2 separate regions of the Mus musculus genome follow, and region 1 is linked to region 2. A link is a contact called in public Hi-C data. All regions are on one chromosome and are shown on one strand. The core of a region is the stretch at or near the end of the contact, and the rest is flanking DNA. Distances in the headings are between cores, read along the strand shown.

Evidence for each region. Hi-C and Micro-C count contacts between places; a contact is called where the count stands out from the background.
Region 1: a Hi-C map of the N1E-115 cell line shows a contact between it and region 2, with 2.2 times the contacts expected there. A contact is called at or near these places in 4 of 39 promoter capture datasets (the 3T3-L1 cell line, cranial neural crest and stem cell-derived epiblast-like cells), 2 of 484 Hi-C or Micro-C datasets (the N1E-115 cell line and cerebral cortex), 1 of 130 datasets of targeted methods (astrocytes) and 1 of 9 other capture datasets (adipose tissue).

Annotation. Positions count from the first base shown.
Region 1 is chr19:22,133,238-22,136,399 of GRCm38.p6, forward strand. No RefSeq gene overlaps it. Among named protein-coding and RNA genes, the nearest start is that of Trpm3, 310 kb to the right of the region's middle.
Region 2 is chr19:21,862,265-21,865,598 of GRCm38.p6, forward strand. No RefSeq gene overlaps it. Among named protein-coding and RNA genes, the nearest start is that of Cemip2, 86 kb to the left of the region's middle.

The sequences.
Region 1 (3,162 bases), core at 219-2,718, 270 kb after region 2:
AAGGATCAGACTTGTACACTTACTATGGAGAATGTCAAAAGCCCAGGTAACTCACTCAGTTTTCCCTTATGAGCGGGAAGGAAGGTTGTCATGTTTTCCTGAAAAGATAATATACAAAATGATTTTAGCATTTCAAACGTCCTTGTCATGTAGGAATACATTCATGGCGATCCTCTAATGGCTGTATAAAATACAAACGGCAATTTATAAACATTGACACTACCAGACATTTCTTCTTTCTCCACTTTTCTGGTGAACTAGCATTGAGATGAACATACTTATAAAAGAAGCACACTACTTATTACTACGGGCCTCTGTATAGATTCCAAGACGAATCTCCCTGTTGCTACCATCTTGATTGGCAAGCAGCACATCTTTGGCTCCCCGAGTTTTCCAGGCTCCATGGCATGCCTTCTTGCCATCATAAACACCCTCTTGACTCCTAACAATTTAGATTCTTTTGTCTAATGTCAATCTATGTTAATTTGTTATTTGTGCCTGTCTTCTTTGTGCCCCATCTTCTTTTTTCCCTATTGCTGTTTCACCCAGGACTTTGAATACAATCTGTCTCTTGCATATATACCGTAAAGCAGAAGGACTGGGTCACAGGGCATCACAGAATCAGCTCCATTACACATCCTCTCACAGAGTGTGAGAATTCTGCTCCACATCCCCAACATCATTTACAATTTTTGTTCACTTAAATTTCCTGTCCATATAACTTGTCACTTCAGTAGGAGTGTTAAACTATCCATTTTATTTATTATTTCAGAATACAGTGACATTTTGCTCACAACCTCCTGACTTCCCCTGCCAATTTCCTCTCCTTTGTCTCTCTAGTTATAAAGTCTATATTCTTTTTTAATTCTGTTATTACTTACATTCACAGTTCTTAACACTCATAGCTTGAGCCATTATCTTTTTAGTATTGAAGTAAAGTTTTAGAGAACTGATTGTCACTAGAGTTGTGAGGATGAGAAACACTGATTTAAGTATATGAAAATGTATGGAGTGCAGCAATTTAAAAAAGGAAGTTTGTAGTAGAATACTTACAAATAATGTCATTTAAAGAGGACAAAGCCTGTAATTGAAGGTGTTGATTCTATCCAGGTTGAGAGAAAGGGAGGGAAGTACGGAGGCACAAGGCAACTGGGGAGACATGCGAAGACTTGTGGATATCTACACTGAATGGCTCCTCTGCAGATATTGCGGGGAAAGGAGGAAACTATGTTTCCTTTGAAGGAGGCTAATTTTTCAGGATCTGTCTCTCGGAGAATCTCAACCATATAGATGGCCAATTTACATAAACTAGGATAGCCCTACTGTTCCTTTTCTTGATTAATAGACATGGGCTTTGGGGATTTCTTGCTTGAGTTACAAGGATAATTGCTTCACCTCTCATGCCTGTCTGGCTTGTGTGAGTCTCAGCCCTCAGGTCTGTAAAGGAAATCTAATCATGACTAAACACAAATTCTACATCCTGTCTCCTGCTTCTTGGGCACTGACTAATTCCACTTCACAGAAAGCCTGGTGATGGAGATTAAGCTTTCAGTGGGCTCACAGAGCCGTTGCTCTAAGTTCATATAACACTGCTCTTGTGCGAATGTGCCGGGCTGACCTTTGTTCTGTAATGCGTGGAAGGAAGTGACAGAAGGAAGTATCATTGTTTGTAAAGGAGAAAAGAAATTACAGGAAACACCTATAGGCCATCTTCAAACATGTGATCATTCTCACAGTAAAAGAACGTTTGTTAAATAAGTGTGATTCCAGGATGTAAAGACTAGGAAAGTGAATTTTTAGCTTAGTTTATAAAACTAGGCTTCCTAATCCTTAAAGCCTTTTGATAAAGAAATGCTGCATACTAGAAGAGAAACACTTGATTTTGAAGGCTGAGTGTTGAGGCAGAGGATGAGGGATAGCTCGTCAGATCTTTAGAGTCTGACTCTATAGAGTCTGTCTCCCTCCAAGATGCTATGAATCAATACACTGCCTTATACCAAATCTGAGAAGTCGTCTAGTGGAAAAAGCATCCTGATTTCAGAGAGGTTAAAATGTGGAAAATTGAGGGTATTAAACCTGCTGAACTGTGGCTCACATTCTCTAACACTGTAGTGATGATTTGAGGAACAGACGTAACTTGGTAATTTTCATCGCTTCCTGTTTGCCCTTCCCTCTCACATTTTGCATGCCCTCATTAGTCTGGAGTGTGCCTGTGGGTTTATAAGGCCTGGGAACAACCAAAGGAAAGAGATTTCTTATTAACTTTCTTGCAACAAAGTGCATGAACACGTGACCTATAGCAAATGGGTTTTGAAAAGAGTTTTCTTCTTGTTATAAAAACTTACCAACAGCCACATGAGCCTCAGACGGAGGAGGCCTTATAATTTTGGAGGACTGTTGAACTACTTACTTATTTTACATGGATGTGTGTGTTCCTGAGAGCGTGAGTAGGCACCATGCATGTACAGGTGTGTGCAGAGCCCAGAAGAGGATGTTGGATGGCCTGGAACTTGAGCTTCAAGTTGTTATGATGCCTGACGTCAGTTTTGAGAACTAGAGCCATGTCTTGTGGAAGAGCTGTTTATATTCTTAACCACTTGGCCATTTCTCCCACCCCTGAATATTATTTTTAAATCTATCCAAATTTTGTTTTTCAGTTCATTGCATAGTGTTACATTTTATTTTTGGAGCAGATAATTTAAACATTTATATTTAATTTTTTTAAAGACTGTATCATTAAACATTGTAAGTGATTTTAATCTTACTGCCAGCCTATTGACTTGCATACACTTTAAGTGTTTGAAACTATAGGGAAAAGGTTTAGGCTATACTTCTCATTTGACTTTAAAAAGATTTGTCGTCGTCATCATTATCATCATCATGATGCCAGTAGTTAAGGGCATCTATTACTCTTTCAGAAGATTGAAGTTTGGTTCCCAGTGACCATATCAAATGTCTCACAATTGCCCATCACTTTGTCTCTAAGGTGATCTAGTACCTCTGGCATATACACAGATTCACACAAAAATGCACACACATAATAAGAAATAATATTTTTTAAAGATTTATTTTTCAAGAAATATTTTATGTATAATGTATGCCTCGTGTCTATGGGTGCTGGGGGCTAGAACTTCTTGGGAATTGTCTGTCTAGGTGCTGGTC
Region 2 (3,334 bases), core at 222-2,721:
GCAGTGAAATGCTTGGTAGTTATTTGGTATAGGTATGATGGGTATTTTGATGAGCACCTTAGGTCTGATGCCACTAAAGGCATTTAGTGGTGTTACTGGGAGCAGCTTCCTACCTCCAATCCTCAGCTTTCTCTCTTGTCAAGCAGTACTATAAACACGTGTAATTGAATGAAAGTGGCCTTGACTCACAAACAGCTGGCAATCTGAAACACCTGGTGGGTTTCACATCCTTATACATTCTTTAGTATTTTCTAACAGTTAATGGACTAGGAACTTGATTTTTAAACACATTTCCAAGATGGCGGAGGGCACACTGAGACTGCCCTGTGCTGCTTAGTCTCTGCCTTTGTTTTACTTGTTTCTGGACAGCAGCACATGGAGTTAGGCAGAACCTGCTTAGGGAACCGGTTTGAACACCCACAGGCAGGAGGATTGCATTTATGCTGGTGGTTGTGAGGGTACCACAGCTCAGTAACCCAGCTGTTACAAACCAGAATTCTGAAATGTGGAAATGACTACAGTGAAAGTATGCGGCCACACCCATTTTACGGTTGGGCTGTATAGCATTCTGCTCTTGCTATTCATGTGAGGGGAAACTTGAGTCCAGCTAACAGTTTGTCACTTCCAACCCCTTTTACCATGAAGCAGGTTCTCAACTTGTGGGTCCCAACCCCTTTAGGGTCAAACAGTCCTTTCACAGGGTTTGCCTAAGACCATTGGAAATACAGATATTTACACTACGATTCATAACAGAAGCAAAATTATAGTTATGAAGTAGCAAGGGAAATAGTTTTATGGTTGGTTATTACTACAACATGAGGGACTGTATTAAAGGGTTGCAGTATTAGGAAAGTTGAGAGCCACACAACAATTCTTGGCTAATAATCTCACTCCCTACTCAAGAGGAAAAACCGCTAGCACACAGCAGATTGGTTTTGAGATAGGTTTTATGTAATAAGCTGAAGTTGAATTGCAGACTTGGGAAGGCATACTGTTGGCAACAAACCTTTCCATGTTTCTACCCATTTGTGTGATCACCCATTACACCAACACCTCTTGCCCTCTGCTCAAGGTTCCAAGGTTGTGTGTGTGTGTGTGTGTGTGTGTGTGTGTGTATGTGTGTGTTATTGGCAAGACTGAATTCCCAGGCCTCTTGTAACTCCTCATCCTGTTTATGAGTTCCCTGTTCAACACTCAGGATTTTTAGTCCTTGCTAACCTAATTTCGAGGCAGGTTCCGTGTCTCAAATTCATTCTCTTTGGGCAGTAATTCCATTTAAATGTCTGCTACAATACCTACAGTGCTAAAAAGAACGCGTACCTGAAAGTTTTAATTATCTAACTCTGGCTGATTTGTAAGGCAATTTTACCCTCCCACGTACTGACCTAAATGTGAAAGTGCAGCCATCTCAGTGTGGAGAGAATTATAAACGGAGAAGAGCCACAACTTACAGAATGAGTCACTGAGTCATTGAGTCAACCCCAGCAACAGGATGTGAGCACTTGGCTTTGAAAGGAGTCCTTTCTGTTGATCAGGCGTGTTGTGAATAATAGCTGATTTTCCTCCTGTTTTAGGTAATGTTCCAAAAACACAGACCAGTGACACTATCAGGCTCTGAAGGGTACACCCCTTTTGAATTTGAGCCCAAGGATTTAGCCACAAGCAAGCGTATTTACCTGGTTATATTTCTGGAAGTCTTTGTTTGTAGTGTCTTGTGTTTCTGCAGGTCACCTTATTTCAATAGCTAAAAGGAAGAGATTTGGTAATTATAGCTTTCCCCTGTTGCAGCTCCATATTGGAAACACACACATCCAAGTACGGGAAATGCTACACGAGCAAGATGAGACTGGACAGGAGCAGGGACTTCCTGTGCAGTTTACCCATGGGTGGGGAGAGATCAGTTACAAACATGAAATGATCCCAGAGGAGGGGTTGCTGTACTGATGATCTGTGATTTCTATCTCTTGTGAATTCCTTCGAACAAGTTGCTTTTAATTCAATTAATGATGTAGTATATAAAAAAGCCGAGTCCAAAATCTCTGGATAACTATGTTAGTCATCTTTTTTTCCTTAGGAAGATAAATATCTCCTGGGAATTTATTATAATTAAATGTTTAATAAATTTGGATCTATATTATTTATATTTTTTAGGTTGATTCTTTACACATTCTGATTACAAATCAAGAATCATTTCCCCAAAATAGCAGATCTGTTGGAATCTAGATCTTTAGCCTTCTGGAGTAGATAGTCATCTTCTAAGTCATCCCTTCAATACATATGTTCTTGTTTCTACATGATGGAAATGACACAGGATTATTTGCTTTTATTTGGTCACTTTGGGAAACACAGAGTGAGCTAACTGAAGATTTAAAAGATAGTGTGTATATGTGTGTATGCATGTGTATGTGTGTGTAATGTGTGTGTGTGTTAGGATGTATGTGTGTGTGGTATGGTGTGTATGTGGTGGGGTGTATGTGTGTGTATGTTTGTGTGGTATGGTGTGTGTGTGTGTGTGTGGTGTGTGCTGGGGTAGAGATCAGTAGACAGCTTCCATATTGTTTTTCTCCTCTCGCCTTTTTTGAGAAAGGATTTCTTTGCTGTTGGAAATCGTGGTATGTACTCCAAGCTACTTGGTCTGCAAGGTTCCAGGGACTATCCTGTCTCTGCCTCCCATCTCATTCTAGAAGCATTAAAATTGAAGACTTCAGTCCACTCAGTTTAACGTGGGTTCTGGGGACCCAAACTCTGGTCTCTATCCTTCCACAGCAAGTGCTTTGCCCATAGAGCCCTCTCCCCAGCCCAATAATAATATTGGAAGTAAAGAATGATTAAAAGAACAGTGAACGACTCTTAGCTATTGCTGGGGAGAGGGAGTTTGTTCCAAAGGGTCAGGTCCCACTTGTCCCCAAAGAAATAGAGGGGCTAGAGACATGGCTTAGGTTACGGCCACTTGCTGCTCTTGCAGAGCACCCAGATTGGGTTCCCAGCACCCACATGACTTGTGACAGTGAGTAGAGGAGGACGCACAGATGCTGAAGCACCAACTGCCGGCATTCTGACACCCTCTTCCTGGCTACAGGCACCCGCCCTGGGGTGCACATGCTCACATGCACACACATTGCTAAAAATAACAATATATCTTGCAAAAAGCAAATGAAGGTAAACCTCAGGACAGGATTGAAATCAACAAGGAACACAAGGTTTAAGGGCTCAGGCAGTCACGGGCATGAACATTAGGTTTTAGATAGAGAAAGAACTGGGCTGTGGGAGGCATTCCTTAGCTTGGTTAAGGTGTGGTCTGGTTGAGCGTTATCTCAGTTCTAGGTTTGAATGG